Linked DNA regions of Oryctolagus cuniculus: region 2 is linked to region 1. A link is a contact called in public Micro-C data. All regions are on one chromosome and are shown on one strand. Each heading gives the region's core, a stretch centred on a gene start, on an enhancer-like site or on the middle of the called end of the contact. The rest is flanking DNA. Distances are from core to core; before and after follow the strand shown.

Region 1 (7,963 bases), core at 1,806-4,305:
CTGACGCCTGTAAACCTCCTGGTTCTCCACGGAGAGAGCTGAGCGCGGGCGAGGAAGCCGTGGGCAAGCCCATGGGCTCCACCCGCCTCTGTGCCCGGCTGAGTTCCGAGTCAGGTCGGAGAAGCAAGCCTGGATCCCGCTCTGAGATAAGCAGTCATTTAAACAAGAAAGGACGCACACGCACCCGACCCCACTTGGGGGCTCAACTATAACCATCCTCAAAGTCCTGAGACGCTGGAGAGTTGCCGAAGCCAAAGCAGTGAACTTGGGCAGGAGAAAGGTCGGAGCCGGAGGCAGCTCCACTTTCCACATCTTGCTTGAGTGTCGTGCTTCCCGACGTGTCAGCGTGGGTGGGCTCAGCAGGGCCCAGAAAGCTGGCAAAACATCACGCGTAGGGGTCTGCGAGAGGTTAGTGCCTGAGGAAGGACCTGTCCCCCACGCCAGCAGGCATCGCTGATCTGCTGGGGCCTGAACAGGGCAGAAGAGGTGCAGGAAGCCCGCGCCTGCTCTCTGCTTCAGCGGGAAGTCCACCTTCCGCCCCCGGACAGGAAGCCCCTGCTTGGCAAGCCTTGGCGCCTGGCCCTTCAGTGGGGCGTGGGCCCGTGCCACCTGCCTCCCTGGGCCTCCGGTTTGCAGAAGGCAGCTGGTGGGACTCCCAGCCGCCAGGGCCGTGTGTGCCAAGCTCATAAATGTAGCTCCTTTTCATGCCCACACACACCCGGCCTCCCTGGAGAGCCCTCGCGGCCCATGCTTCCTTCACCTCCTGTCTCCCGGGACCCTGCTCCCTAACATGCGGGGGACTAGGCTCCGCGGGCTGGGGTCTGGGGAGAGAGGGTGGCCCAGACCTGCCCTCACCCTGTACTCACCCCCTCCACACACACCTCTCCACCCCAGTCCTCCCCAGCTGCCTCCCTGGGCTTGAGTCTGCTGTCTTGAGTCCCCCTTGGAAAACCAAGGACCAGGGAGGGCAAGGACCAGCCTACGGCATAGGGAGTGGTGGCAGATCGGGGTCCGCTCACCAGGCCCCCCAGCCCAGCCTCAGGGAGACTGCCACCTGCTGTCTGCTCGGCTGTCCCCAGCCCAGCGCCCAGCATTGTCCAAGGAGGAAGGAGGTCCTGAGAGGCCAGTTTCCCCCAGTGCTTAATACCCTGGTGCCCCCAGCTCTCTGGTTTTAGGGTTGTGTCCAATTTTAGTTTCTCTTTTACCAGCATTTCTACCTATTTGATTTTTTTAAAAAAATATTTGTTTATTTATTTGAAAAGCAGAGTTACAGAGACTGAGAGGGGGAGAGAGAGAGAGAGAGAGAATCTTCCCTCTCCCTATATGGCTGCAACAGCTGGAGTTGGGCTGATTCGAAGCCAGGAACCAGGAGCTTCTTCTGAGTCTCCCGCATGGGTGCAGGGGCCCAAGGACTTTGGCCATCTTCCACTGCTTTCCCAGGCACATTAGCAGGGAGCTGAATCGGAAGTGGAGCAGCCGGGACACAAACCCACGCCTATACGGGATGCCGGCACTGCAGGCCACCACTTGACCTGCTACACCACAGCTCTAGCCCGTAAATAAATCTTTTTTGAAAAATGAAGCAAATCAGAGAAGGGGAAGGAGAGGAGCGAGTGAGGGTGAGAAGCTGGAGGTCGGAGGCTTTGCTCACGAGCGGGTGGTGCAGACGTGGGCACCTCAGCCGACCCTGGGATTCCCACCTGTCAGTCGAGGCCAAGTCTGAGCTGCGGGACAAACGTGGGCCCCCTGCTTCTCCAAGCGTCTAACGCTGATTACCCAGAGGCCAGCGGTGGTCCAGGGGAGGCCGGGCACAGGAGGGGGTGTGCACGGCTCCTGTCCTGCCCCCGCCCTTCCTGCTCTCCGAGGCCTCTGGGGAACGAACAGCGGGTGCAAGAAACGACCTCTCCCGGAGCCGGATGCAGCGAGGTCCGGGAACCCACTGGGTGATGGACTCCGGGCCGGTCACTTTCTCTTTCTCCTTGTCCCCCCAGCCCAGAGTCCTCTAGAGAAAGCCTGGCAGGGGTCTGTGCCCCTCGCCTTTGGTGCTAGGGTTCAACAGCAAGTCTGCCATCAGCATTTCCCTGCAACCCCCCTCCTGCAGCCGCAGGCCCCCCAGGCAGCCGGCACAATGCCAGACGGAGGTCAGAGTGGGCCCCCAGTGGAAAGACTGCCAGTAAACGGGCTCATATCCAGGGCTTATATATGACAAGTGCTGACTGGGGGTAACCCTGCCTCCCCACAGTACACCTGGGATGTCTAAGTGACAAAAGCCTTGTCCGCATCGTGGCGGGAGGAGCACTAACCCTGAGGGCTGCAGCGGGTTGTTGCTCAAGGCCCCCTCTCAAGCTTGGCTGGGGACACCGGCCAAGGGCCTGTGCCCAGTGAGGAAGAGGCAGGGAGACCCACGCTGGACCCTGCATGGGGGACATTCACCTGGACGCACACTGGGATTCCGAGACCCCAGCAAAGCCGTGGTTTGGGCACGCGCTACTGTGGACCGTGGCCCGGGCAAGATCCCTAAGCACACACTGTGGTCCCGGGCCGGGAATAAAACGCTCACACGTGGCGAGGGGGAACGCCGAGGGCCTGGGCTCTGAACTCGAACAGCAATCACAGCCCCTGACTCCTAGGAAAGATCAGGATTGAAAAATCAGGAGACCAGAGAAAACCTGGACGACTCCCCGATTCTCACAAGCTCTGGTTTCGGGGGGCGAGGCAGGGCTCGTGCTGGGTCCTTCTGGCTTTGAGATGACCCCAAGGCTGCGACGCCCGCCCTCCTGGGCTCCTCAGCCACAAGGCGAGGAAGTCGGTCGGCGGCGGCCTCGGAGGCCTCGACGCCCCTGGGGCCAGGGTCGGCCCCGGGGTACAGGGGCCCGAGCCCTCAGCCACGACGCGCATAGCCCTGGGCTCTGGGCAGCAGCTGAGCGCGCACCACTTGCCCGCCGGCGCCCCCCCGCCCTGGCCCCGCCTTCCAGAAGCTCCGCCCCTCAGCGCCGGGCCCCGCCTCTGCAGCCTCCGGCCCCGCCCCCCCAGAGGCGCGGACCGCGGGGCCCCGCGCCTTTTGTGTCCGGCCTCGGCCGCCGCGCGCGCGCTCCTCTGCCTCAAAGGCTGCGGGCGAAGAGACGCAGCCGCGCGCGGTCCCCTCGGCGGGCGCAGGGGCCCAAGGCCGCACGCGCATCCCCGACCTCGGCCCGGGTGCTGACACGCGCCCCGACTCCCAGGCGGCCGCGCGCTCACGCGCCCCCGTGGACCCCGGCGGGCTCGCCCCCTTCCCTACCCCGTCGGCCGCCGGCCCGGGCGCGCTCGCTCGCGCGCTCGCGCCGGCCCGGGCACGCGCGCCCGCCAAGATGGCAGGGGCCGGGGCCCGGCTGTCAGCCGCCGCCGCCGCAGCCCTTCCCCGCAGCTAGCGGCCGCGACGCCCGCCCCGAGAAGATGAGCCCCCGCTGCCGCCCGCAGCCCAGCCAGACGCGGAGCCGCCGCGCCCGGGGCCGGCTCCCCCGCTAGCGCCCGCGCCCCGCGCCCCGCGCGCCCGCCGCCGGCAGCGACAATGAGGTGAGTTGGGGCCGGCGCCTCGGCGCTCGCGGGCGGCGGGGAGCAGGGCTGTGGGGAGCCGGCCTAGCGCCCCCCGGCCCCGCCGTCGTCCCGCGCGCCCCTCCAGATCGCCAGCCCGCGCGCTCGGACCCGAGGCCCGGCCCGCCGGGCGGTGAGCCGAGGTAGCCGCGGCCGACCTGGAGGCCGTCCCGGGCGGTGGTCGCCTCCCGTCCCTCGGTGCCGCTGTCGGTCAGGTTCCAGGGTCGGGGGCCGTCCGGGGCGGTGGTCGCCTCCCGCCCCCTCGGTGCCGCTGTCGGTCAGGTTCCGGCGTCGGGGTCGTCCCGGGCGGTGGTCGCCTCCCGCCCCTCGGTGCCGCTGTCGGTCAGGTTCCGGCGTCGGGGTCGTCCCGGGCGGTGGTCGCCTCCCGCCCCTCGGTGCCGCTGTCGGTCAGGTTCCGGCGTCGGGGTCGTCCCGGGCGGTGGTCGCCTCCCGCCCCTCGGTGCCGCTGTCGGTCAGGTTCCGGCGTCGGGGTCGTCCCGGGCGGTGGTCGCCTCCCGCCCCTCGGTGCCGCTGTCGGTCAGGTTCCAGGGTCGGGGGCGTCCCGGGCGGTGGTCTCCTCCCGCCCCTCGGTGCCGCTGTCGGTCAGGTTCCGGCGCCGGGGGCCGTCCCGGGCGGTGGTCGCCTCCCGCCCCTCGGTGCCGCTGTCGGTCAGGTTCCGGGGTCGGGGGCGTCCCGGGCGGTGGTCTCCTCCCGCCCCTCGGTGCCGCTGTCGGTCAGGTTCCAGGGTCGGGGGCCGTCCGGGGCGGTGGTCGCCTCCCGCCCCCTCGGTATTGCTGTCAGGTTCCGGGGTCGGGGGCGTCCCGGGGCGCTGAGCCGGCGCCCACGCCGCAGGCCGCGCTCCTTGTGGCTGTCCTCCTCCGCTGCGGGGGGCTTCGGGAGCCGTGGGTCCGGGTGGCCTCCGCTGTTGGGACCGCGCTGTCGTGAGCGGGGGACCTGGGGGCTGTCGCTAGCGCCGGGCTCTGCGCTCGCCAGGGCGTGTGCTACCGGGCTGAGGAGGCACACGTGTCGCTCGTGAGCTACTTGGCTGCTAACGCGCGTGTCTGAAGCTGTGCGGCGGGCGTGTGCGCCGTCTGCGTTCTGCACGGCGTTGGGTCCTGTCCGGCTTGCATTCTAGGCGCGCATGGGGGCATCCGCGCGTGGCTTCCCCTGAACTACTGGGGTTGAATATCTTTTCAGGGTTACTTGGTCTCCTTTAGATAACAGCGCAGGGCGGCTGGCTTCGGCTGATGTGGGCTAGGAGGCAGGGAGCAAAGCCCGCAGGGCCAGCCCCCCTGCAGCGCCACCTGCACCCCCCAAAGCCCTCCGTTCACCAGCACTGGCCCCAACCCAACATGGCCACTGGCTGCGGCCCGGGGATCGCCTGTAGCTCATTATCAGGTCGTTGTGGTAAAATTACCACGGCTGTCACATTGGCTTCCATCATGCAGCTGATGGCATGACACTTCCAAGTTGTCCACAAGAGGTTAAGGAAATGGGTGTGCACACGCCCCCCCCCCCCAAACTATGTCCTCTGTGAACAATCAGTTCAGCCCCGCCTCGCCCCAGGCCTCCAGTTCAAACTTCAATGGCCCTGACCCTGGTGGGGTGGTGGGCGGCTCGCCCTGCGGGGCTCCTGCTCTCCTTCTCCAGCCGTAGCTTTACCACTCATGCCAATGTAGCTTCCGCTGCCAACCTTTGCCTGTGTCTGGTCCGTGAATCCTTTCTTGCGTTGGAGACAAGGACCCGGACCCAGTCATCGGGTGATACAACCGTTACCACAATGTTGTGTTCCTACACTTGTCTCCATTTTCTTCTTCTTCTTCTTCTCCTTCTCCTTCTCCTTCTCCTTCACATTTATCTATTTGAAAGGCAGAGTTACAGAGAGGCTGAGGCAGAGAGAGAGAGAGATCTTCCATCTGCTGGTTCATTCCCAAAATGGCCGAAGCTGGGCCGATCTGAAGCCAGGAGTCAAGAGCTTCTTCCAGGTCTCTCACATGGGTGTGGCGGACTTGGGCCATCTTCCTCTGCTTTCCCAGGCCATAGCAGAGAGCTGGATTGGAAGTGGAACAGCTGGGACTCAACCGGCACCCAGATGTGATGCCAGCATTGCAGGCGGAGGCTTTACCTGCTACGCCGCAGCGCCGGCCCCTGTCTCCATTTTTGGAGTCTTCTCATTAGTTACAGAGTTCTTGGAGTCCCATCATTTTCCTTTTAGCATTTTTTTTTTTTTTTTGACAGGCAGAGTTAGTGAGAGAGAGACAGAGAGAAAGGTCTTCCTTTTTCCATTGGTTCACCCCCCAAGTGGCCGCTACTGCCGGCGTGCTGCGCCTGTCTGAAGCCAGGAGCCAGGTGTTTCTCCTGGTCTCCCATGTGGGTGCAGGGCCCAAGCACTTGGGCCGTCCTCCACTGCCTTCCCGGGCCACAGCAGAGAGCTGGACTGGAAGAGGAGCAACCGGGACAGAACCGGCGCCCCAACTGGGACTAGAACCTGGGGTGCCGGCACCGCAGGCGGAGGATTAACCTGGTGAGCCACGGTGCCGGCCTTCTTTTAGCACTTTAAAGCCATTTCATCTCTCTGACTTTTCGTTGTTGTTGAGAAGTCACTTGTCAGCCTGCTGTCCCTTTGAAAGTGCTCAGTGTTTCTCTCCGGCTGCCTTAAAAGTATTCTCCTGTGTTGTCAGCACTCCTCCTGGGCTCTCCCTGGGACGGAGTTCTTTGTATTTAGAGCTGGGCTTCTTGGGGCTTCTCAGATCTGTGGCCTTGGGTCTCTCGTTAGCTTTGGAAGTCGTCACCGAGTAGTGCCGAAATGCCCTGTCCTGTGCTCTCTTCACTTTGCCTTCCAGAACCACAGTTATGTGTATGTGGCCGTCTCCTGCGTCTTCCACACCTCTTAGCCTTTCCTCTGCTTTCCATGTCTGCCTCTCTGTTCTTCATTCCATTTTTCTTGTTGTTACGGTTCCTTTTCATCAGAGAAGGAGCGAGAGAGAGAGGGCGCACGTACTCTCGTCTACTGGTTCACTTCCCAAATGCCTGAAACTGCAGAGATGGGACTGGATGGGTCCAGACCACGTCTCCCAAGGCGGGGTTGGAGGGAGAGAGGGCAGGAAGGGTTTGTGAGCCCTCACTGCCGCCTCTCACTGTCTGTATTAGCCGGAAGCTGGAGTCGAGCCCAGGCCAGGCCCCAGACCAAGGCACTGCAGCGTGGAATGCGGGCACACGGCTAGGCCAGGCACCCAGCCCTGCTCTGTGTCCTGGACATCGCCTCGCGGATCTCTCTCTTGCTGTGTGTAACCCGCAGTTAAACTGACCCATGGGGCACGTGTTTGTGGTGGGCAAGCTGCCACTTTGGGCACCTGGTCCCACATGGAGAGCCTGAATTCTTGTTTTGTTTTCCAACAGATCATCTATATTTGCATATCTTCATTCAGAAGCCGGCTCTTGAGGACTTAGAGTTGCCTGCAGCGGACTGGATGGGGTTGGTCCCCATACGTAAATCATTTATAGATGTTCACTAGGTCACTTCCTGCACCTACTTGAGAAAGCCCACCTACGCATGCACACTGTGTGCCATATACCAGCTTATTTACCCGAGTTGCTTAGCCATGGGATTGTGTCCTGTGGACGTTTTCCCTCTCTTTTATAGATTTAATAAGTAGGCATTAACATTTTTATATTTAAGAAAGTGTTCCAGAAGTCAGATCATTAAATTTGCTCTGTGTATGTAAGTATTTTTTTCTCATTAAACTTTGTTTCAGTGGGTCTCGTACGTAAGTATTTCTCAAATGTTCTTCGAAATTGTCTAGAACTGGAGTGAGGCCAACGCTGCACTTCCCTCACGGGCACTGCTCAGGTGCTGGAGTGCAGCGGTGACGTGTGTGGCAGATGCCAGAAGTATTCCCAGGGGGGCTGGCGGGGCTGGCGTCAGGGTCCCAGACCCAGGGCCGTGTGGTTGCAGACGGCAGTGGTTGAATGAGAGAGGATCACCTCTGATGCTTGGAACGCTCACCTGCCCCCGTGGGGCCAGCCTTGTAGATGTGAGGGAAGGCCAGTGCAGCCCGTCGGTATGCCTGGCCACAGGCCAGGGGTCCACTCCATCTGGGCCAAGGGCACCTTGTCCATCTTGGAGTTACACAGAGTGCAGTGTGATTACAGGCTATGGCATAGGACACCTAGGCACGGACTCCGGCCTTGCTGTCACCTCCAGCTTGCATTAGCTAACACAGGCATGACCAAGTCCATGTGTGAGCCCAACGCTGCAGGTCGGTGTTAGGAGGAAAGTTCTCCAGATGGCTGTGGAAGTCACGTTAAAAAAGCCACAAAGCCAGCTGTTGGGGCTACAGGCCATGTATGTGTGTCTTTTTTTTTCCCCTCCTCTAGATTTATTTATTTATTT
Region 2 (7,963 bases), core at 1,530-4,029, 170 kb after region 1:
TGGAACATTTTAAATCAGTGTCTTAGATGCAAAGATAGATGCAAGTATTTATATGCACGGATATTAAATATATGATATAGTTAGTGTGCTTTATCGTCATATTTGCATTTGTAATTATGTGTGGTAAGGCTACGGAAGGGAGGGAAGGCAGGCGGAAGAGAAAACACAATGGTGTCTTGATTACTCACGTTGGGAGTCAATGGGTACTCATCAGATAAAGGACTGAGTGTGTTATATAAAACTAGAAAGGTGACCACAAGTACAAAAATACACAATTTCCAAAATGGCAGAAGGAAGATGCATCTAAGTAAAGCAAATATTTTCATAAACCACAAAAATAGAAAGCATAAAAACAGATGATCTCACTGAGATCCAGACAATTTGTCACGTGGATATATGCAAATCAGCCGGCTTCAGCCTAAAGGGAAATGCGTGCCAGCTGGTTCATGTTCAACTGGCGGCGGAAGACACTCCCCAACACAACAGCCCAGAAAGGAATGGAGCAAGGGGGATCGCCAGGAATGAGCCAGAAAGCCGAGGTCAGAAGTGGGCACGGCACCGGGCCAAGATCACCTGGCAGCAACAACAAGTGTGTGTCAGGGTGAAGACAGAACCACCTCGGCACCAGGTCGCGTGCCCCCATCTGCATGCGCCAGCACACCGCATCGCGGTCACGCAGCAGGACGCACGCAAGGCAAACGGCGCGTCCGTGGTGAGGAATTCTAACTCCCCGGCCGAAGATTCTGCACATGAGAGTTAAGCTGGAGACCTGCTAGAACTGTTGGCACAGATGTGATTTATGTGAATTCTCTATCCTAAACTGACTGTATTTCCGCAGAGCTTTTTTTTTTTTTTTTTTTTTTTTTTGACAGGCAGAGTGGACAGTGAGAGAGAGACAGAAAGAAAGGTCTTCCTTTTGCCGTTGGTTCACCCTCCAATGGCCGCCGCGGCCGGCGCGCTGTGGCCGGCGCACCGCGCTGATCCAATGGCAGGAGCCAGGTGCTTCTCCTGGTCTCCCATGGGGTGCAGGGCCCAAGCACCTGGGCCATCCTCCACTGCACTCCCTGGCCACAGCAGAGAGCTGGCCTGGAAGAGGGGCGACTGGGACAGAATCTGGTGCCCCAACCGGGACTAGAACCCGGTGTGCCGGCACCGCAAGGCGGAGGATTAGCCTAGTGAGCCGCGGCGCCGGCCAAATGTCCTGAAAATTAAAACTGGTTACATTTACCAATTAAGGCTGTTATTGCTTTTAATGCCTTCTCCTGAATTACCAAACAGGGCCATATTTTGTATTTTTTTTTTTTTTTGACAGGCAGAGTGGACAGTGAGACAGAGACAGAGAGAGAAAGGTCTTCCTTTGCCGCTGGTTCACCCTCCAATGGCCACCGCGGCCAGCGCGCTGTGGCCGGCGCACCGCGCTAATCCGATGGCAGGAGCCAAGTGCTTCTCCTGGTCTCCCATGGGATGCAGGACCCAAGCACTTGGGCCATCCTCCACTGCACTCCCTGGCCACAGCAGAGAGCTGGACTGGAAGAGGGGCAACCAGGACAGAATCCGGTGCCCCAACCGGGACTAGAACCCGGTGTGCCAAGCGCCGCAAGGCGGAGGATTAGCCTAGTTAGCCGCGGCGCCAGCCCTCTACAACTTTTTAAAATATATATAAATATGAGGCCAGCGCTGTGGGGTAGCAGGTTAAAGCCTTGGCCTGAAGCACCTGCATCCCATATGGGGCACCAGTTTGAGTCCCAGCTGCTCCACTTCCAGGCCAGCTCTCTGCTGTGGCCTGGGAAAGCAGTGGAGGATGGCCCAAGTGCTTGGGCCCCTGCACCTGCGTGGGAGACCCGGAAGAAGCTCCTGACTCCTGGCTTCGGGTCAGCTCAGCTCTGGCCGTTGGGGCCATTTGGGGAGTCAACCAGCAGATGGAAGACCTGTCTCTCTCTCTGTCTCTACCTCTCTAACTCTTTCAAATAAATAAATAAATCTTTAAAATATATATATTTTTATATAAAAAAGGCAGAGTAAAATTAATTGATCTAAAGCTAAGATAACAGGAGACAGCGGCCGACTTGGGGCGCTTCGCGGCCCTTCCAGCCCCCCCCCCCCCAGGCCAGCAGGTGGGTGAAGAGGGTGCGGAGCAAAGTCCTTGCCCCCTTCCCAGGCTGCCCTGCGCGGGGCCCTATCTTCCCCGCTCCGGTGGGTGCAGCTGGCCGCTGCGTGGCCCTGTCGTGGGCACGCGTGGGCCCAACTGGCGCCCCCCGAATGCTGTCTACGGGGCACGCCCTCCGCCCACCAGGGACCGCGGGCTGCGAACACGGGAGTCCACACCAAGCTCAGGGCCTCGGCCTGGGGAGAGGCGGCCATTACCACGCCGGCCCCCCATCCCGGGAGCAGCCGCCCGAGTGGCCACGCCTCAGGGCCGAGGGCACCTTGAGCACGTCGGCCGGGGAGCCTCGCGCCCCGGAAAGCTCCCTGGAGGAGGCGGCGAGCAACCCGGGACGCGGAGGCCCGGCCCCAGGTCGCCAGCCCCCACGGAGCTCGCCCGAGCCGGAGCGCGGCAGGAACGACGCGCCGGCCGCCAGACGCGGAGCCGCGCGCTCCTCGCAGGAAGTCCGTCCGCAAACTGACCTGGCGGCCAGCGGACGTCCGGGGCGCGCGCCCGCCGCCCCGCGCCGGTCAGTTGTCCTCGGTCGCCCTCTGCCGGCCGGCCTCGGCGCGGCTCCCAGACGGGAGGATCCGTCAGGGCGGGCCCGGGAGCCTGGGGCAAGGCCCTCGCGACGCGGCGATTGGCTCCCTCGGTCACGTGCTCCAAGCTCGGGCCAACCAGCGGGGGAGGCGGGGTCTTAGCCCACGTGTCCTTCCGGAGCGGCGAGGCTGAGGGAGGCTGGGCGGCTTCGCTCCCGGCCTCCGCGGCCTCCGCGGGCCCCGGCGGCGGCCAGCGCGATGTGTTCCCTTGCCGGAGGGCGGTCTTGGGATCAAGACGGGAGTCCTTGCGGGCCCTTCCGGCTCCCCAGCCCCCGCCGCGGGCGCCGCCTGGACGCAGCCCTCCCCGGGTCCCTCTGGGGCTGCCTCCCACCCTGAGCGTCCTCCCTCTGCCGCAGAGGCCGGGCACGCAGCGGGCACAGTCCGAGTGCCGGTGGACCCAGGCCTGAGGAACTGCTGCCCCGGCCACTGTCGGGGCGCCGGCCTGAGGGCCAGCCTTGGGAGGGAGGCACCGCGCTCCCCGGGGCCAAACGCTGGGGGGCAAGGCTGGGGGTGGGGCCCCTCGTGCCAGGGCCACAGGCCTGCGCTGACATCAGGGCCAAAGGGAGTGGGTGGCCACCTGCAAGGTCTGTCAGAGCCGTGCTCGGGCGGGGAACCGGCGCTGTGGCACAGCGGGTGAAGTCGCCACCTGCGGCGCCGGCGTCCCATATGGCCGCCGGTTCCAGTCCCGGCTGCTCCACTTCCAACCCAACTCGATGCTGTGGCCTGAGAGCAGTGGAGGATGGCCCAAGTCCCTGGGCCCTGCACCCACGCGGGAGACCAGGAGGAAGCTCCTGGCTCCTGGCTTCGGATGGGCACAGCTCCAGCAGCTGCAGCCATCTGGGGAGTGAACCAGTGGATGGAAGACCTCTCTCTCTCTCTCCCTCTCTCTGCCTCTGAGTCTCTGTAATCTGCCTTTCCAATAAATAAAATAAATACATCTTAAACAAAAAGCCCTGCCCATCTCATCCCCTTCCCTCCTCCTCGGCAGCCCCTCCCATCACGTCAGGGCCATCCTGGCTGCTGTGCAGGGTCCTGCTCCACACTCATCCAGCAGGGGCGGGGCTGGATTCAAACCCAGCCCCTTCCGCCTGACACGCTGTGGCTACCCTAGGGAGACAGCCCAGCAGTCCCCTTAGGAGCAATCTGCTGGTTTGCTGGCCCTGGGTGGGGCCTTGGTAGGCGCCATCCCTCCTCCCCTATACCCAGCCTGCAAAGGCAGTCATGCGGGAAGGGCAGAGAGAGAGCTTCCATCTCCCCAAATTGCCGCAACGGCCAGAAACGTCTTCCAAGGCTCCCACTGGTGCAGGGCCCAGCACTCGGACCATCTTCACGGCTTTCCCGGGAGCTGGATTAGAAGTGGAGCAGCCCAGACAAACCAGCACCACATCAGAAGTTCACGCCTTCGACACATCTTCAACAGGGTCTCACTTCAGCAACATCTGATCAGTGATCTCTCTTCAAGTCACACGCTGCCTCCACAGTGCCCCCTGCCCCAGTATCAATCAGACCAGGGACTGAGCAGGGGCAGAGTTGTCACAATCAAGTCTGAAGCCAAACAGACTTACGTCTGAATTCTGTGTGGCCTCAGGCAAGTTACTGCACCTCTCTGATCCTCCATGGCCTTTCTCTCTTTTGTACTTTTTTTTTTTTAAGTTTATTTTTATTTATTCGAGAGAGCGACCGATATCTTCCATCTGCTGGTTCATTCCTCAAATGCCTGCAACAGCTGGGAGCTGGGGCTGGGCCAGGCTGAAGCCAGGAGCCAGGACTCCACCTGCACTCAAGGCAAGGACTCATTCATTCATCCGCTGCCTCCAGGGTGCACATTAGCAGGAAGCTGGACTGGAAATGGAGCCAGGACTCGAACCCAGGCCCTCGCATATGGAACATGGTATCCCAAGAGCAACTTCACCCCCTGTGCCCTAACACCCGCCCCCTAAAGAAACAATTTTTTAATTGCAGAAGGTCCGTTCTGGATTCATTTCCGGCACAGAACAAGATAAAAATCAACATGGAGTCACTCACACTGAGGTTCCCGGTCACTAAGCTGAGCTGTTTATCAGAGCTTCAGGAAGTCAGGATTAGACACGCCACATTCTCCAAACAGGCCAATTCCAGACGGCGATGCGGCTCCCTCTGCCTTAACGCCAACAGCAAAACGGTGGCCCGTGGCAGGGCGGAGCTCACGAACCAGTGTCGACCCGCGCTCTGTCTCCCCGCCAGAGCCTGGCAAGTAGAAGGACTTTGAAACGGCCAGCAAGCTCTCCTCAGCCCATCAGAACACTTACTCTATTTTACAGAATTGAGTTTTACCCAGTTTTAGAATAGAAAGTAAGATCAGTTAAGATCCTTAAACTGGGGCTGGCGCTGTGGTGTAGCAGGTTAAGCCGCCGCCCGCAGTGCCAGCATCCCATTTGGGCGCTAGTTCGAGTCCCAGCTGCTCTACTTCTGATCCAGCTCTCTGCTGTGGCCTGGGAAAGCAGTGGAAGATGCCCAAGTCCTTGGACCCTGCACCCACGTGGGAGACCTGGAAGAAGCTCCTGGCTTCGGATCGGCTCAGCTCCGGCGGTTGCGGCCATTTGGGGAGTGAACCAGCGGATGGAAGACCCCCCCCCCTCTCTTTCAAACAAATAAATAAATCTTAAAAAAAAAAATCCTTAAACTAAGTAGTTGTATTTTTTTCTTTTGGCAAAAGGAAAGAGCTGCTTTCAGATACGCTCAAACCTGAAGGACCTGGGAGGAGGGCCTTTGCTCACTGAAGCCCTGCTTGTCTGTTTTTTTTGTTTTGTGTTTTTTTTTTTTTTTGTTTTTTTTTTTTTTTTGACAGGCAGAGTGGACAGTGAGAGAGAGAGACAGAGGAGAGAAAGGTCTTCCTTTGCCATTGGTTCACCCTCCAATGGCCGCCACGGCCAGCACACTGCAGCCGGCGCACCGCGCTGATCCGATGGCAGGAGCCAGGAGCCAGGTGCTTTTCCTGGTCTCCCATGGGGTGCAGGGCCCAAGCACCTGGGCCATCCTCCACTGCACTCCCTGGCCACAGCAGAGAGCTGGCCTGGAAGAGGGGCAACCGGGACTAGAACCCGGTGTGCCGGCGCCGCAAGGCGGAGGATTAGCCTAGTGAGCCGCGGCGCCGGCCTGCTTGTCTGTTTTCTAAAGATTTATTTGTCTGCCTATGTCTCTCCAGACCTGGCTGTGGCGGCCATTAGGGGAGTGAACTAGTAAATGCTGGATCTCTGTCTCTCCGTGCCTCCCTGTGTGTGTGTGTTACTCTGCCTTTAAGCAGATAAGAGGGGCACCTTTGAGGGGTAGGACGCAGTCTTAGACCATTATGCTACTATAGCAGGATGGCTGACACTGGGTAATTCATGGAGAACACAGACATTTCTTTTTACAAAATGTATTTGCTTGAAAGGCAGAGTGGCAGGAAGAGACCTAGAGGGAGAGGTCTTCCGTCTATTGGTTCACCCCCCAGATGGCTGCAACAGCTGGGTCTGGGTCAGGTGGAAGCCAGGAGCCTGGAACGCCACCTGGGTCTCCTGCACGAGTGGCAGGGGCCCAAGGACAGGGGCGGGGCCGTCCTCCACTGCTCTCCCACGCACAGTAGCAGGGAGCTGGATTGGAAGTGGAGCAGCTGGGACTTGAACCAGTGCTCATACGGGATGCCGGCTTCGCACCTGCTACGCCACAGCGCCAGCCTCAGAGACTTATTTCACACAGGGCTGGGGGCTGGTGAGGGCCTTCCATGGCAGAAGGCATAAGGACGAAAGAACACGAGGAGAGGAGAGGAGAGGAGAGGAGAGGAGAGGAGAGGAGAGGAGAGGAGGGGAGGGGAGGGGAGGGGAGGGGAGGGGAGGGGAGGGGAGGGGAGGGGGGAGGGGAGAGGGAAGGGGCCAAGGTCATGCTCTCACCATTAATCCAGCCCCCCCATCACCTCTCAATACTTGGACTGGGGACCAAGTCCCCAACACCCACGCTTTGGGGAGCACATTCAGACCACAGCAGGGCCCTGCAAGGTGTCAGCCACCATCCATCCATTTGTTCCCACTGTTGAACGGGGCCCTGCAGACCTGGAGACTGAGCAGCCCAGACTCGCAAGGGCACAAACCCTCGAGATAAACACACGTGCTCCGAGCAGAGCTGGTGGTGCATAGACAGCGGGGGGTGGGGGCCCATCAGTTCACATCAGCAAGGAACGTGGGCCATGGAGCTCAGTGGTTAGTGCACCTGCTCCTGTGACTCCATCATGGAAACCTAGATTTTTTTTTTTTAAATCTGTTTATTTGTTGATTTTGAAGGGCACACACACACCCAGAGAGAGAGAGAGAGAGAGAGAGAGGTCTTCCATCCGCTAGTTCACTCCCCAGATGACTGAGGCCAGCCTAAGACCAGAGTCAGGAACTCCATCTTGATCTCTGCCCTGGCTGCAGGGGCCTAAGCACTTGCTCCCTGCTCTGCTGCCTTCCCAGGCCATTAGCAGGGAGTTGTATTAGAAGTGGAACAACCAGGACTTGAACCAGCGCTCTGATATAGGATGCCAGCATCACGGACGGCAGTATAACCTGCTGCACCACAATTACTGGCCCTCAGATATTCTCTTAGCATATCTTGGCTGTTGTCTGTAAACAGCACTTATGCTCACTGCCACTTCAAAATTATGGTGCAGGACTGGTGTCGTGGTTGAAGTCACCACCTCCGATGCTGCCATCGTATGTGGGCACAGGTTCATGTCCCAGCTGCTCCATTTCTGATCCAACTCCCTGCTAATGGCCTAAGTGCTTGGGCCCCTGCCACCCATGTGGGAGACCTGGAAGAAGCTCCTGGCTTCCAGCCGGCTCAGCTCCGGCACTTGCGGCCATCTGGGGAGTGAACTAGCAGATGGAAGACCTCTCTCTCCCTCTCTCTATAACTCTTTCAAATAAATAAATAAATCTTTAAAAAACACACACAAAATTACGGGTCATATAGACTTGCCATTTTAGTCCTAATGTATAAATAAATGAAATGTAATACTATCTTACACAGGGACTTTTAAAATGTTTTTACCTATATTTCTACTTGTTGGTATCATACCTACTCTTCCTGTCCTCTTGACTTAAAAATTAGATTTGGAGACACACAGGTCAGCTCCCTCCCGGGCAGCACACGCTCTGGGCCCTCGCCCTTGTGGGACATCCACCTAGCTCAGGTTTCCTGCTGCAGAAGCACAGGAGACGCGGGGGGA

Evidence for each region. A called contact is a pair of places that touch in the nucleus more often than the background predicts.
Region 2: a Micro-C map of ear pinna shows a contact between it and region 1, with 4 times the contacts expected there. The contact joins the enhancer-like site here to the promoter of EVL in region 1. A contact is called at or near these places in 3 of 6 Hi-C or Micro-C datasets (ear pinna, psoas muscle and an unstated tissue).

The regions. Positions count from the first base shown.
Region 1 is chr20:43,717,310-43,725,272 of mOryCun1.1, forward strand. It overlaps EVL (Enah/Vasp-like), which reads left to right and starts at 3,056. Exons shown (of 15, transcript XM_070065396.1): 1 at 3,056-3,552. The coding sequence starts at 3,548.
Region 2 is chr20:43,891,717-43,899,679 of mOryCun1.1, forward strand. No RefSeq gene overlaps it. Among named protein-coding and RNA genes, the nearest start is that of YY1, 17 kb to the right of the region's middle. Within about 2 kb of position 2,780, at least 8 of the 8 cell types and tissues checked have an H3K27ac peak or open chromatin away from gene starts, as enhancers often do. A contact at or near this core is called in ear pinna, where this site is marked.